Regions from separate parts of the Pan troglodytes genome. Here region 1 is linked to region 2. Evidence: chromatin contacts called from public Hi-C data. All regions are on one chromosome and are shown on one strand. Each heading gives the region's core, a stretch centred on a gene start, on an enhancer-like site or on the middle of the called end of the contact. The rest is flanking DNA. Distances are from core to core; before and after follow the strand shown. Region 1 holds the start of BBX (BBX high mobility group box domain containing). Region 2 has its middle 140 kb from the start of CCDC54.

Evidence for each region. Hi-C and Micro-C count contacts between places; a contact is called where the count stands out from the background.
Region 1: a Hi-C map of stem cell-derived neural progenitor cells shows a contact between it and region 2, with 4 times the contacts expected there. The contact joins the promoter of BBX here to the enhancer-like site in region 2. A contact is called at or near these places in 2 of 7 Hi-C or Micro-C datasets (induced pluripotent stem cells and stem cell-derived neural progenitor cells) and 1 of 1 datasets of contacts at active chromatin or transcription factors (stem cell-derived excitatory neurons).

Annotation. Positions count from the first base shown.
Region 1 is chr2:110,863,804-110,871,576 of NHGRI_mPanTro3-v2.0_pri, reverse strand. BBX (BBX high mobility group box domain containing) reads right to left here and starts at 3,463. Exons shown (of 18, transcript NM_001280179.1): 1 at 3,323-3,463; 2 at 30-101.
Region 2 is chr2:110,578,461-110,586,349 of NHGRI_mPanTro3-v2.0_pri, reverse strand. It overlaps the pseudogene LOC460978. Among named protein-coding and RNA genes, the nearest start is that of CCDC54, 140 kb to the left of the region's middle. Within about 2 kb of position 4,274, at least 10 of the 24 cell types and tissues checked have an H3K27ac peak or open chromatin away from gene starts, as enhancers often do. A contact at or near this core is called in stem cell-derived neural progenitor cells, where this site is marked.

The DNA.
Region 1 (7,773 bases), core at 2,214-4,713, 290 kb before region 2:
TTCCCTGTACGAACAGTTTGCATACTTACCCAGGAAGGCAAATGGAAAGTACACAGGGAGGAAGATGAACTGCGGCAAAGCCTTTGTCATATGATAGTGACCTATAAAGTATCAAATAAAGGTACATCATCAGTATAGTAGGGCTTTACAATAGTACAGTCCCAAGTCCTGTAACATCTATGAAGAAAAGGTACCAAAACCCAGGAGTCCAGATCCCACTAACCCCTCCCCTTTCTCTACCACCCCCCCCCCACACTGGAGAACTGTGGGAACAGAAGGCAAAGAAGCTCCCCGTATTGAAAGGGCAGAGGCTGGGGGGCAACCCAACTGGCATTCTAGGGTATCTCCCGTACCCTCGCTTCCTACTCCCCACATGTACAAAGCAGAAAGTTGATCCATTCTGCAAACGCAAAAACCACACCGCGATCATTCATCAACTTGCACAAGTGATCACCGCCCCCAGGACAAACACACCAGTAACCAAATCATAGGGATCGATAGGCAGCCCGAGCCTCGCCTTGCCCAGGAGACGGCGGGAGGTGCCACCGCGGCGGCAGCGGGTCCAGGTATCGAAGCCCTCAGCCTTTCAGACCTGGGCGGCCACTGCCGTCTCCCAAACACCCAGCCCGGGTCACAATCCCCAGATTGGAGATAGGAACCGACCAGGGAAAACACATTCGCCAAAGCCCACAGCGGCAAGTGCAGGGCCACCAGGTCTGCGAGGTCGGGGTGGGGGGAGCTAGGAAACAAGGAGGGAGGAAGAGGGCGAGGGATCCCACCCCGGCTTTGTTGCTGGTCACCATCAAGTTTGCATCTTAGTACAAAATGTCGATCTTAAAGGCTGACAAGACAGAGGCAGAGGCAGTGGGAGAAAGAGAAACGGAATAGAGTCCATCTTGCTTTGGGAAAGAGGGGGGAGGAAAAAATGAAGTGCAAATACCACACTCCGGGCGTAAAAGTCTGCTAAACACCTTTCCATAACGGAGGAGCAACGAGTGGGGTGTCCCCGTGCCCGTGCCTGCTCGAACTGGCGGCGGTCTGGGCAGAAAACGCCTCCCTCTCCTCCTCTTCCTCCTTCTTCCCCTCCTCCTTCTCCCTCTCCTCCTCCTCCTCCCGCGGGCCCCGGCGAAGATCCCGCAGCCACTGCCTCTGCCTCCGCTGCCCCCCAGGGAGGCACCGCCGGCGCCCGGCCCGGCGCTGCCATTCCGGGCTTGGACCGCGCGGCGCAGAGCGCGTGGGGCCGGACCCGGGGTGGCCGCGCGGGGACGTCCGCGCCGGGGACCCCCGGCGCCCCTGGGCCGCTGGCTGCCTACAAAAGTCGCGCGAGCAGAGGTGGCGGCGGCGCGCAGGGGCGGGGGGCCGCGTGGGGGCCCCCACGCCGCGAGTGGGCAACCCCAGGAGATGGCGAAGAACGCCCCTCCCCGCGCGGGGAAAGTACCCCAGTCCCAGTCAGCCACCCCGGGAACGGCAGCCCGGCGTCCGCGGCCGGGAGAAGAGAACTGGACGTGTCATTAGCAGGACAGGCAATGGTTTCAAAGCCCCAGGCCAATGACCATTAGCAGAGGCAGAGCTCGCTCCGTCCCCATCCCCCACAACCTCCACCCACCTTCCCCTTCGCCCCCCCCCCCACCTCCACCCCACCTCGCGAAACTTTTCAACAAGATCCACCTGGACTAATTTGTCCACAGACAGTTAAAATATTGACTAGACCCTACACACCGGGAAGGAAGGGGAATGCACGCTTTATTTTCCTTCCTACAGAAAGGAAAGCAAAAAATAGCTTCTCTCTCTGTCTCTCCCTCTCCCCCCCCCCTCTGTCGTACATGTTGTGTCTTAGCTTTTTGCATCGTTTCGTTTTACCTTCCTCATTTAGCAGAAATGATCGCGGCTATTTCACACATAAACGTGTTCCAGATTCTGGGATTCAGGGTCCTTGTAAATTACAGGACTCGGGTTCGGTCTCAGTTATGTTAAGTTTCATACAATACCAAAAAATAAATAAAATATGATAATAAATTTCAGAGGGTGAGTGAGCGAGACGAGGTGGAGGAGGAAAAGAAACCTCGAGTCTGATTTCTGTAATTTACTAGCGACCCGGATCGCAGCAAATAACAGTGTAACACGAGTGTGGCTTAAGAGGGCTAGGGAGCTCGTTCTAGAGGCATCGACCCCATCCCCGGATAAAGGATCTGCAAGTTTTCTGTCATCGCGACCAGGCAAAGCCGTAACTTACCTTCAGAAACAAGACTTTAAACGGCCAAGGCCTTCCTCCTCCCCTCCACCACCACCCTCAGCCTCGCTCTCTCCACCTTAAACTTATTGACACAACATAATCCCACATTCAAGCAAAATCCTGACACAGCCTCCCTCCTCCTCTTCCCCCTCCTCTCTTCCCTCCCGTTCTCTCTCTCCCTCTCTCTCTGTCTCCCTCTCTCCCCCCCCCTTCCCTCCCTCTTCTCTCTCCCCTTCTCCCTCGCCCTCTTCCCCCTCTCCCCCTATTCTTCCTCCAGGCTACTCTGGCACTAAAACAGCACTTTCTCTACTCGCCGCGCATTTGGGTAGGGGTGGGGGGTGAGAGGGCACTGATCTGCGGGGCCGGAACACCCAAATCCCAACTCTCCAGATGAACGAGCAACTGGGCTGCTGTTCCCGGTCACCAACGCAGACGAAACGTTCAATAAATCCACCGAAGGCTGGCTCCTCGTACCTTCCTCCACTGCCCCTGCTCCCCAGGCCCCACCTCCCCGGCAGCCGAGACCAGGCAGGGCTCCACGTACTTTTCGCCGAGATGAAGTTTGGGGCTCCCGGGGCGGCCACGAGCCGTCCGCCGGCGTGAGGGCTCTGTTGTTGTTTTCCTGGGGCCGCTCCAGCCCGCGCCCCGGCGCCCGTGCCCCTCTCAGGCGGCGCTGCCTGTGTGCCGAGAGGTGCTGGTTGCAAACGCAGCCTGGCACCGGCTGGCCTACTACTCCCCAGCCCGGCCCCCAGCCTCCCGCTCGCAGGGCACTGCCTCAGCGCCCCCCGCCCCCCGGCCCCAGCCGGCGCGGCCGCCGCGACCCTCGCCCCCGACCTCTCCCGACCCAAAGTTTTGGCGGAGGGGGAAAGTGCCCAGGGAGCGGGCCGGCTGGCGGCGGCTCCGGACGCGCGGGGTTCCCTCCGTCTTCCTCAAGTCCACCCTACCGGCTGCCGCCGCCGCCGCCGCCGCCGCCGCCGCTGCTCCTGCCGCGGAGTCCTTGGGGCTGCAGCCCGGCGGCTCGCAAGTGAGTAGGAAAACAGAAAGTGAGGGGAGTGCGCCCGGGGAGGGCTGGGGATGGGGGGCGCCTACCTCGCGGGCTCGCCGGGCGTGAGGGCGTGTGTGTAGCTAGCCCTCAGCGGCCAGTCAGGGTTTCTCTATGGGAAAGTGGAGAGAAGCTCGCGGAGCCGCTCTGCCTCCGCTTCACTGTACACTGCTCCACATACAGTACATGCAACCCGGAGAGACTGAAAACACTCATTTTATATAAGGCAGCCTGCCATTGGCCCGCGCAGTGACGGACAGGCCGCGCAGCCAAACAAGAGGCCCGTTACACCCAAACACACGCACACATACACACATTTTACAGAGACACACAAAGATCATCACATTTTCTATTTTCTAATGTTCGGGACCTGTAGACAGTAGGAGAGGACAGGTAAAGAGGCCCAGCAGAGTGGGGTAAAGGGGAAAACCCCTGTCTGCACCAAGTTGCAAGGCTTGAAACTGGTGTCCTTTTGACTTGGGAGGGTTATGGTAATAAACTACAACTCCACTGGATATGGAAGTGAGGGGGGTTTTTCATCGCTGCCTTTTGGTGCCCCATGGAAGAGGCCTGCATTGTGTTACGATTTTACAGCCTGACCCGGCTAACAAGTGGCCAAGAAAGGCTTTTATCACCTTGGATTTCTTTTGTCAATGGGTTAGCTATCACATAGGCCAAAATAGTGCAAGATAAGTTTATCAGGACTCTAATGCATTGAGGTTGTTAGTGCCTCATTCGTAGGTAGATTCAAAAAAATCAATATAACAACACACAAAGATAAACATTTTGCTGAAATAGCCAAACAACTTTTAACTGGTCAGTGGACTGCCATCACCTGTGTGGACATGCAAACTGTGCTGTTAGGTAAAATAAGTCATGGAGGATTGGCTATTGACCCTTAGCCTTCAAAACAGACCTTTGATTCAATATACACATGATTTATATTTTGCATATTATGTATAAAAATATATGATTCTTTACATATTTCGCATCTCATGTGAACATCATATGTTGCATGACTTTTGGAGATGATGAACCTCAGGACTGGTCTTTCTGATTGTTTTTCAACAATGCAACTTCGGAAGATTATGTGAGACAGTTCAATACAAATAAGTCAACAGGTTGGTGGAAAGAAGTCAAAGCTGGAAATTAGAAGGAATAAATTGTAGATTAAACTCTTTAACCAGCTGAGCAATCTTGAGCAAGTTACTTAACCTCTCCAATGCTCAGACTTGATTTTGATTTTTAAGATTAAAATAAGAAGCTTTTCCAGATTCCCTCAATTAAATGTTTATTCAGCATCTACTATGTGTCAGGCATTATCTTAGGCCTAGATGTTTTCTTAGGGTTCCTTCCGTTTTAAGAGTTGGTGAATTATTCTTAAATACAAACATTTTGGAGATTACATAAACACTACGATTTTATGGCCTAGGTAAGTAGCTTTAAAACTTAAAGAAAACCCGACTAAGGCAACTTATTTCAATTCCCCTTTTATTTCCTTGATGCTGTCTTAAGGTTTTTCTCTCGCATCCATAAAATTGTTAAAAGAGTGTATGTGTGCATGTGAGCACTCCTGTGTAAGAGGGAGAAAGAGAAACAAAATCAGAAAAGTTTAAAAAGTTCAGAAAACAAAGTGGTATTTAGAAATGTGATGTTTATTTTTTTAGAAAAATCATTTTTAAAAGGAAAAGTATATAAAAATCACAGCATTTTATTTTATTTTATTTTATTTTATTTTATTTTATTTTTGAGATGGAGTCTAACCCTGTAGCCCAGGCTGGAGTGCAATGGCGTGATCTCAGCTCACTGCAACCTCCGCCTCCCGGGTTCAAGAGATTCTCCCACCTCAGCCTCCCGAGTAAGCTGGGACTACAGGCACCTGCCATCACGCCTGGCTAATTTTTGTATTTTTGTAGAGACAGAGTTTCACCATGTTAGTCAGGCTGGTCTCGAACTCCTGACCTCAGGTGTTCCACCTGCCTCAGCCTCCCAAAGTGTTGAGATTACAGGCATGAGCCACGGCGCCCAGCCAATCACAGCATTTTAAACAGATAATATCAAAGTTTGTATTAGGTGCGGGCGCGGTGGCTCACACCTGTCATCCCAGCACTTTGTGAGATGGAGGCGGGTGGATGACCTGAGGTCAGGAGTTCGAGACCAGCCTGACCAACACGGTGAAACCCCCGTCTCTACTAAAAATACAAAAAATAGCTGAACATGGTGGTGGGCACCTGTAATCCCAGCTACTCGGGAGGCTGAGGCAGGAGAATCACTAGAACCCAGGAGGTGGAGGTTGCTGTAAGTCCAGACTGCACCATTGCACTCCTGCCTGGGGGACAGGGCGAGACTCCGTCTCAAAAAAAAAAAAAAAAAAAGTCTATTAATGGCAGTTTCATTTAGTTGACACAAGGAACAAAATGTTCTTTATCCACACTACACTGCTCTGAGGTCAGTGCTAAGTATTATCACCTCTAGTTTACCCATAGGAGAAATGAGTCAGGGACAAGTTATATAGCCTGCTCCATATTGCACAGAATGATAATGAAGAAGGAACTTAAACTGAGGACTTTTAATACCCAGCACAGGTTTTGAGTAATTTGACAACCCTTCCCTCCAAATCGTGAACTTCAGAGGCAAGAGGGAATTAGAGGGAAAACCAAAAAAACTTTCTTAGAATTTCACTGTGCTCCTTTTTGAAAAGGAAAAAAAGTCGACAGGAGTTGCTACATTTAATTGCAGAGTGAAGTGTTGTGCATTATTTGCTAGTAGAACTATGTTGTGAAAAATAGAAAAGCCTAGCCTACTCCCCACTCTTATCCCCAACCTCCAACCATAGGAAAACATTCTTCATATTTTTATGGTCACAAGATATTTTTGTTGAATTACACTTAGCTTAGCAGAATTATTTAGAGGTGCGGTCTTCAAACTTTTAGATCACACATTGCTATCAGTAAAATGTTTGAGCATGTAGTCTCAATATGTATATTCATGTACACATTAAAAATTCACCACTGGGCCAGGCATCGTGGCTCACACCTGTAATCCCAGTGCTTTGGAAGGCCAAGGCAGGAGGACTGCTTAAGGCCAGGAGTTCAAGACCAACAGTTTGAGACCAGCCTGATCAAGATAGAGAGACACTGTCTCTACCAAAAAAGAAAAAAAAAATGCACCATTGCATAGATATATTATTTATTATTATAAATCATATATTTACAAAAACAAAATTTAAAAGCATGAGATAAAAATAAATAAGAGTTTAATTTCTTCTATAGTCCATAGAAGTGTGGATTCCTATGATAGAGTCTTAGCACATGCTCCAGGACTTTGCATTCCAGTTTGGACACCTCTGAGAGTGCAAGGTGCTAACTGACCAAGACTGATGCAGAAGAACATAAAGTGTATTGCAGTGACTTCCTATAAGTCATTACTGCTACTAGAAAATTGTTAGGTCCACAGGCCTTCGGATTGAGAGAATGACACTTTTTTAAACACATATTATATGTTGGTACCATATTTCCATTGGGCGTCATGTTCCAGCATAAGCCATTTTTCAATATTCTTTGGCAGAATATTTATTGAGAGGGTTCCATGTGCTCTTGTGCATGTCAGATGCCAGAAAAGGAAAACTACCTGCTCCTAGGAGAAGGGATAGAATAGAATTCCATTCTACTGTGTGGTCCGTAGGGCCTCACTGCTAAGTAAGGAAAAGAGGCTTAGAGCTAACTTTAATGTAGTATTTTACCATTTTGGAAATACTTTTAAAATGTTTATTACCTCATTTGAGAATAAATACCAAGAAATTTTAAATGCTAGTTATGCTCGAAACTTAAAATATGATCAGAAAAAATCATAGCTTTCATGGAGTTTACTTAATTTTTATAATGTAGGGTTATGAAAATAAAAACAATGGTTGGTTACTTGGGCAAAATGGCATTAAAAAGGGACGACCCTTTTCCCTTTTTGTTTTCACATTTGATGACCAATCACAGACTCAACTTACATGATTATCGTACTTCTTCTCATGGCTTTGTCTGTTTTCTAAATTTTATTTTATATGGGCCATTTTTTGTGACATAAAATAATTTTGGGAAAGTAAATTTAAGTGTGTGTTTAAATGTGTATAAACAAATGTATATATTGTTTAAATGTATGCCTACACATAATTTATTTCTTTATTCATATATGACTTCTTTATACAATCCTAATACAAATCCTGATTTTGCCACTTTCTTTTTTTTTTTTTTTTTTTTTTGAGACAGAGTCTTGCTCTGTCTCCAGGCTGGAGTGCAGTGGCACAATCTCCGCTCACTGCAACTTCTGCCTCCCCGGTTCAAGCGATTCTGCCTCCGCCTCCCGAGTAGCTGGGATTACAGGTGCACGCCACCATGCCCGGCTAATTTTTGTATTTTTAGTAGAGACGGGATTTCACCATGTTGGCCAGGATGGTCTCCATCTCTTGACCTCGTGATCCGCCCACCTCGGCCTCCCAAAGTGCTGG
Region 2 (7,889 bases), core at 3,025-5,524:
TACATCAGGGTTTCTCAACCCCGCGCTATTGACATTTTGGGCAGGATGAGTTTTTGCTGTCTGTACCCGTAAGGTGGGGGTGACGGGGTGGGGTGGGGGTGTCCTGTGCTAAACAATCACTATTTAGCAACATCCCTGGCCTCTACCCATTGGATGCCAGTAGCAACCCCCTCCCCCAGTTGTGACAGCCAACGATGCCTCCAGACACTGCTAAACCCAAACGGTGTGGTTGGGGGGGTTGAGGGGGGCAGGGGTGGTGGTGAGGGTTGGGGGAAAAAGGAGAGGTGCAAAATTGCCTCAATTGAGGACCACAGGATCACAATGCACATCATCATACTTAGGAAATGTAACATTGTTATATTACAATAATCTATATTTCATATTTGAATTTCCTCAATTGTCCCAAAATGTCCTTCTTTACCCTATAGTTTGTAAAATGTAAATCCGAGATTTAACAAGAATCACATAGTGCATCAATAAGAACCACATATTGCAGTTGTCAAGTCTCTTTCGCTTCCTTCAATATAGAGCAGTTCCCTAGCCTCTTTTGTTTGTTTCTCCTGGTATTGACATTTTTGAAAAGTCTAGCCCAGTGGTCTTCCAGAATATCCTTCAATTTGGAGATGTCAGATTGGTTCCTCGTTATAAGATTCACGAGTAATAGATATGTACACACAAACATATATGCAGGAATTCTACCTAGGTGATGTATCCAATTTTATCTATTTTCAAATGACTTTTTAGCTGTCATAACATTTAATTTAAAAAGCACCTCCCTGACCAGCGATTTGAAATATGTTTATCACATACGTAAATTTCCACATTGTAATTGGGTCTAAGATATATTTTCTTTTTTCCCCGCATTGATCTTATTGTCTACTTATGGGCTAATATACTGTTTTTATTAGAGACTATATTTCAGTATCTGGTAGGGCTAGACTGTATCATTGCTGTTTTCTTAAGTGTTTTTTTTAATGCTGGGTTATTTTTTCATGTTAACTATAGAATATAGCCCCATAAAAGTACTTTCAAAAAAAAAAACCTTCTGCATACCTTTTCAGTTTATGATGTTGCATTTTCCTTTTGAAAAGCAAGGTTTATTTTTTCTCTTGCTCAAGTTTCAGCTTTGTGTCTTTCAAGGAAGCATCATAAAGGTTTTTCACTTGTTAAGTTTATTCTTAGAGTATTTCTCTTCTTTGTTGGTATCGTAAGGGGGATTATCTCTTCCACTTTTCCTTATAACGGCTAGATTCTTACATAAATGAAGGTACTGATTTCTATGTCTAATTTTGTATCTTGCTACCATATTGAATCTCCTGTTGCTTCTAGGAGTTTCATGTTGATTGTATCTGTATCTCTTTTTACACTTTTATATAATTGCAGTGATTATCCATTTTGAAGTTCAAATTGCCCGTCTTTGGCCATTTTTGGCTCCTTTGTTTATTTGACACAAGCTCGAATGTCTTGAGAGCTTACTTGCTTTCTGACACTGTAAGAGTTCCAGTCTCATATTGTACATTTACTGCCTCAGACCTAGAATCAGCCATTTCTCAAAGGTGTCCTTGTTGCTTCCAGTGAAAAAGGTATTTGGATGCTACAATCTGCACTGAAAGATGTTCATGGTTAAATGGCTTATCATTTCCCAGACTCTTCAACACAAGATCTAGGGGAGATGTAGTTTTTCAAAGAAAGATGAAAATAAATAATAAATTTATGTTGGTAATCCAATTCTAATAGAAGGTTATAGAGTTTTTACTTATTTGATTTTATATTGCATCTTCTTTCCCCTGTGCTGAAAATCATGGCTCCTAAATGATATTAACAGAATTATTTACTTTTCTGCATAATATATATAATAGTTTCCAAAATCTACCAGTATTACAACTATTAGTAAAAATGTTAGATGTAGTTAAATACAATTAGGCTTATTTATCTCATGTTGTTTTAAAATCTAGGTTGCTTGCTGGGTGCAGTGGCTCATGCCTGTAATCCCAGCACTTTGGGAGGCTGAGGCAGGTGGATCACTCAAGGTCAGGAGTTCAAGAGCAGACTGGCCAATTGCGCCACTGCACTGCAGCCTGGGTGACAGAGGGAGACTCCTTCAAAAAAAAAAGAAAAATCTAGGTTGCTCAATTAAAAAGAAAATTAAATCCAAAATCCAAAATGGAAAAGAACCTTAAATATATCTAACGTTTTCTTTTTGAGTGGAATATCTAATTCATAATTTCATTATTTATTTAAATTATCAGTTTTGTTCTGAACACTCTTTAGCTGCATCTTGTCAACTCTAATATCATGTTCTCATTTTTTTCTAGAAATTCTCATTAGCAATTGATATTTCCCTTTGAGACAAGCTATGTTTAATAGAAAAATTTTAAATTTCAAAATGGGGCTTTCTTATGTTTTGATTATAAATTTCTAGTTTTATCATATTATGGTGAATATTTAGATCATTTTTATGTGATTTACTGGGGCATACATGTCTGTATTGTAAATTAGAGTCAATTTTCTAAGTGTTTTTGTATTTTTTTGTCTAATTAAGAGAAATGTACTATAGTCTGCTATTATTAGTGTATTTCAATTTCTCTTTGAATCTCTTATAATTCCTACTGTATGAAAGTAGCTGCTGTGTTATTCACTGCATACCTTTTCATAAATCTTTTATTTTCACTGGGAATTGTAGCCTTTAGGATTATAAGATGTTCTTTGTCTCAATAACGGTTTTTGGTCTGAATTTTATTTTATTGAATTGCAAAATCTCAATTCTTTCTTTTTTTAATTTGCATTTTCTCAGTAGAACTTTACCCATCCTTCCTTTCCTTGTTAGCATTTCTGAATTGTTTTGTTTTAGGTGGGTCTTTGTCTTTTATATACAGCATAGAGTTGGGTTTTCCTTTGAAATCAACCTGTTTTTCTTTTTGTTTTAACACTGAGGTTGAGCCCTCTGTTGGCTGATATGTTTGGTCTCAGCTATCTCCTGTATTATATTTACCTGTGTAATATGTAGCATATTTGATGGTGATACGTGCTATTGAGGAAAATAAAGGAGAAAGGGTGCATAAAAAATGCTGGGGAGAATATTCTATTTTAAATAGTGATCAGGGAAGGCCTCACGGAGGAAGTGATTTTTGCACTTGAAATAGGCAAAAGAATGAATCGTTTGGATAAATGAGGTAAGATTGTTCCTGACAGAGGACAGCTAGGGCCAAGGCCCTGAGGCATAGAGTAGCTAGTGTGCTCTAAGGAACAGCAAGGGAGCTGGTGTGATCAAAGTTGGTAAGCAGGAGAACAGTAGGAGATAAGACCAGAGGATCAGATAGGGCCCTGTCAGTAGGGAGCAGAGAATCCCTCCTTCAAGAGAAATTTTGGTACCAGATGTTGAAATAATACATCTGCCATACCACAGTAATAAATTAATAACTCTATGAGAACACATAAATAACCCTGGGAATTCCAGCCTAGGTAGGAGAGGAAACTAGGCTTGCGGGTATGATATTTTGGGTACAACTCAAATTATGCATGAAAGTAGCTTCGTATTTGCTAACTTTGGTGGTTGGATTACTAAAGCACCTTTCCCAACCTGTACGATTGCAGGAATCCTTGACTGTTCTTCAAGTCTCTCATATTTCAGTTTGTAGTTCATATCCTACCTCCAAACGTATCAGATATAGATAACAACTATAGCTTTTGGCTATTTATCTGAAGCTGTACATTTACAGAGGAAGAATTTTATTGCAACATTCATATTAATGAAAGGTATTTTGACTAATACATGTTCAAAAAGCATGAAAACACTAAAATTCTATACTCAGAAGCTTGATTAAAGGACAGAAAATGAGATTTTTTTGAATTTTTTTAAAAAGTCAAGTATTAGTTTTTAAAGAGTTTTTTGTATTTTTTGTTTTTCTTTTTATAGGAAATCTGTTTTGACAGAAAACTATATGGCAAATGTGTGCATGTGTGTGTGTGTGTTGGGGAGGAATAGGGATGAATTCAGTCTGTAATCTAGAAAAACTGTGTCCAGGATAGGAACAGAGAAGGGACAAACTTTATATGTATACACAGGATTACTTTTTCCTTTTCATGATGTGTTTTATTGGGAAGCATTTACATGTTTTCTTTCTCTTTTCCTCCTTTTTTTTTTCTCCTGCACTTTTCTTTTTCTTAAGCTAAGCTGTCACAGTGAAATACTGTGACTAAGCCACAACTCATATAGAAAACTGAACGGTGCATTGTAAAATAGGACACAAAACAAAAGACTTCATCCGAGAGCTGAGATCATCACGAGTACACAGACCCACTGCAGTAATTCAACAGTGTTTCTCAGAGCCCAGGACAATTTCTTCAATTCTTGATATCCTACTGCCCCCTGCTGTTCATGTGGAAGCACTGACTACAGAAATTAAAGTTTTCATAACATTGCACAGGTTTTAGTGCAATGTTAGCGTGCTATCAAAGAAAGTTAAGTAGTTCAAAGATTTAAACAGAGTAATTTAAGGAATTGCTTTCTAAAAGGCTGAATATCAAAGAAATTACAAAGCAACTTTCTCTACTGTCTGATATGTTGAAGAGAGCTCTAATCCAGTTATTTGGCTAATGAATCCGGTTTCGTTTTTAAGTTTCTGAGGGGAGCAGAGCAGAAGGCAATTGAGGTAGCTTAGAGATAAATTAGTAAAGATAGAGCAGGGAGTAGATGGAGCAAATGAACGGCAAAATGTGCAAGAAGGAGGGGGTAATGAATAATTTACATCCTCGAGGGTAAAGCAGTTCAGTCCTGAACAGATCGTTTACATTCCTCCGGGGGGTCGGGCAGAAACGGGCTCCACGGAAAAGCCCGGATGGGCCATTTGTGAGCCTCAGCTCTTCTGCCTCCTGCTCCTGGATTTGATCATGGAAACCTCTCAGGGCCGTTAGGATGAGTTGGAGCCTCTGAAGCAGAGCAGAGGCACATCATCTTTAGAGCTGATTTCCTGGGCTTCTCTGCAATTTGTAAAGAGCTCAGGGGCTGTCTCCTGGATGTAAGTCAGCCCATGTGCAAATGCGTATGTGTGAGCATGCGAGTAGGATGTTATATGTTCCACGTTTTAGACTCTGAGGGCTGCTAGTTCCGGCATGGCAGACCTTCCCCTTGGGATTAACTAATAAGGTGCTAGCGTTCCCCGTCACTCAGCAAAAGTAGTTAGAAGCTTGGGGCCTTGCTTCGGCATTTGTTTTTTTGCTGGGACTCTTTCTCCATGAGGAACACGACTGGAGAAGAAACGTTCGATATTTAGAAAATTAAATGTATCCATGTTATGATAGATGTAGAAATCCAGTCCAAACTGCTCGTGAAAGATGTAGTTTTTGCTATAAGTACTATAGGAGTGTCACTTCTAAAACTTCCAAAGTTCCTACTTCAAAGGCACAATGATGGATTTTAAAAAATAAAACTTTGAGAAAACATTTACATGGTTTATTTCAGGTAACAATTAATAACCTGATTCCTTAATGCTTGGGGCTGTTACGTTCATAGCATTGCTTTTAGTGCTATCATTTCCTATTTCTCTTGTATGACATATTGTATTAGTCTGTTTTCATGCTAGTAATAAAGACATACCTGAGACTGGGCAATTTACAAAAGAAAGAGGTTTAATTGGACTTAAACTTCCACGTGGCAGGGGAAGCTTTACAATCATGACAAGGCAAGGAAGAGCAAGTCATGTCTTACGTGGATGGCAGCAAGCAAAGAGAGAGAGCTTGTGCACGGGAATTCCTCTTTTTAAAACCATTAGATCTCATGAAACTTTTTCATATCACGAGAACAGCATGGGAAAGACTTGCCCGCGTGATTCAATTACCTCCCACCAGGTCCCTCCCACAACACGTGAGAATTAAAGATGCGATTTGGGTGGGGACACAGCCAAACCATATCATTCCTCCCCTGGCTCCTCCCAAATCTCATGTCCTCACATTTCAAAATCAATCATGCCTTTTCAACAGTCCCCCAAAGTCTTAACTCATTTCAGCATTCACTCAAAAGTCCACATCTGATACAAGGCAAGTCCCTTCTGCCTATGAGCCTGTAAAATCAAAAGCAAGTTAGTTACTTCCTGGATACAATGTGGGTACAGGCATTGGGTAGCCATTCCAAATGGGAGACATTGGCCAAAAGAAAGTTGCTACAGGCCCCATGCAAGTCCGAAATCCAGCGGGACAGTCAAATCTTAAAGCTCCAAAATGATCTTTTTTCACTCCATGTCTCACATCCAGGTCATGCTCACAAAAGAGGTAGGTTCCCATGGTCTCGGGCAGCTCCGCCCCTGTGGCTTTGCAGGGTACAGCACTCCTTCTGGCTGTTTTCAGGGGCTGGCCTTGAGTGTCTATGGTTTTTCCAGGCACACGGCGCAAGCTGTTGGTGGATCCACCATTCTGGGGTCTGGAGGATGGTGGTCCTCTTCTCACAGCTCCACTAGGCTATGCCTCAGTAGGGACTCTGTATGGGGGCTCTGACCCCACATTTCCCTTCCACACTGCCCTAGCAGAGGTTCTCCATGAGGGCCCCACCCCTGCAGCAAACTTTTGCCTGGGCATCCAGACATTTCCATACATCTTCTGAAATCTAGGTGGAGGTTCCCAAACCTCAAATCTTGACTTGTATGCACCCACAGGCCCAACACCACATGGAAGCTGCCCAGGTTTGGGGCTTGCACTCTCTGAAGAAACAGCCTGAGCTGTACCTTGGCCCCTATTAGTCACCGCTGGAGTGCCTGGGACTCAGGGCACCAAGTCCCTAGGCTGCACACAGAATGGGGACCCTGGGCCTGGCCCAGGTAACCATTTTCTCCCAGGCCTTCTGGCCTGTGATGGGAGGGACTGCCATGAAGACCTCTGACTTGCCCTGGAGACACCTTTCCCATTGTCTTGGGGATTAACATTCAGCTCCTCGTTACTTATGCAAATTTCTGCAGCCAGTTTGAATTTCTCCTCAGAAAATGGGTTTTTCTTTTCTATCACATTGTCAAGCTGCAAATTTTCCAAACTTTTTATGCTCTGCTTCCCTTATAAACTGAATGCATTTAATAGCACTGAAGTCACATCTTAAATGCTTTGCTGCTTAGAAATTTCTTCTGCCAGATACCCTAAATCATCTCTCTCAAGTTCAAAGTTCCACAAATCTCTAGGGCAGGAGCAAAATGCTGCCAGTCTCTTTGCTAAAACATAACAAGAGTTACCTTTGCTCCAGTTCCCAACAAGTCCCTCATCTCCATCTGAGACCACCTCAGCTTGGACCTTATTATCTATGTTGCTATCAGGCTTTTGGTCAAAGCCATTCAACAAGTCTTTAGGAAGTTCCAAAGTGTCCCACATTTTCCTGTCTTCCTATGAGCCCTCCAAACTGTTCTAACCTCTACCTATTACCCAGTTCCAAAGTTGCTTTCACATTTTTGGGTGTCTTTTCAGCCACACCCCACTCTACTGGTACCAATTGACTGTATTAGTCCATTTTTCATGCTGCTGATAAAGACATACCTGAGACTGGGCAATTTACAAAAGAAAAGGGTTTAACTGGATTAGTTCCATGTGGCTGGGGAAGCCTGGGGAATTCCTCTTTTTAAAACCATCAGATCTCATGAAACTTACTATCAAGAGAACAGCATGGGAAAGACTTGCCCCCATGATTCAGTTACTTCCCACTGGGTCCCTCCCACAACACGTGGGAATTCAAGATGAGATTTGGGTGGGGGCATAGCCAAACCATATCACTTATTAATATTTATTTTCTCAGAGTTATATTCTCCATTTGGGCAGTGCTAAAGATGAGAAGAAACACAGGGCAGGCTGTGTCTTTAAGACTTTTATAGTAATTTAGAAAACTGTAGAACCATAGCATGATAATCATGTAAGAGTGA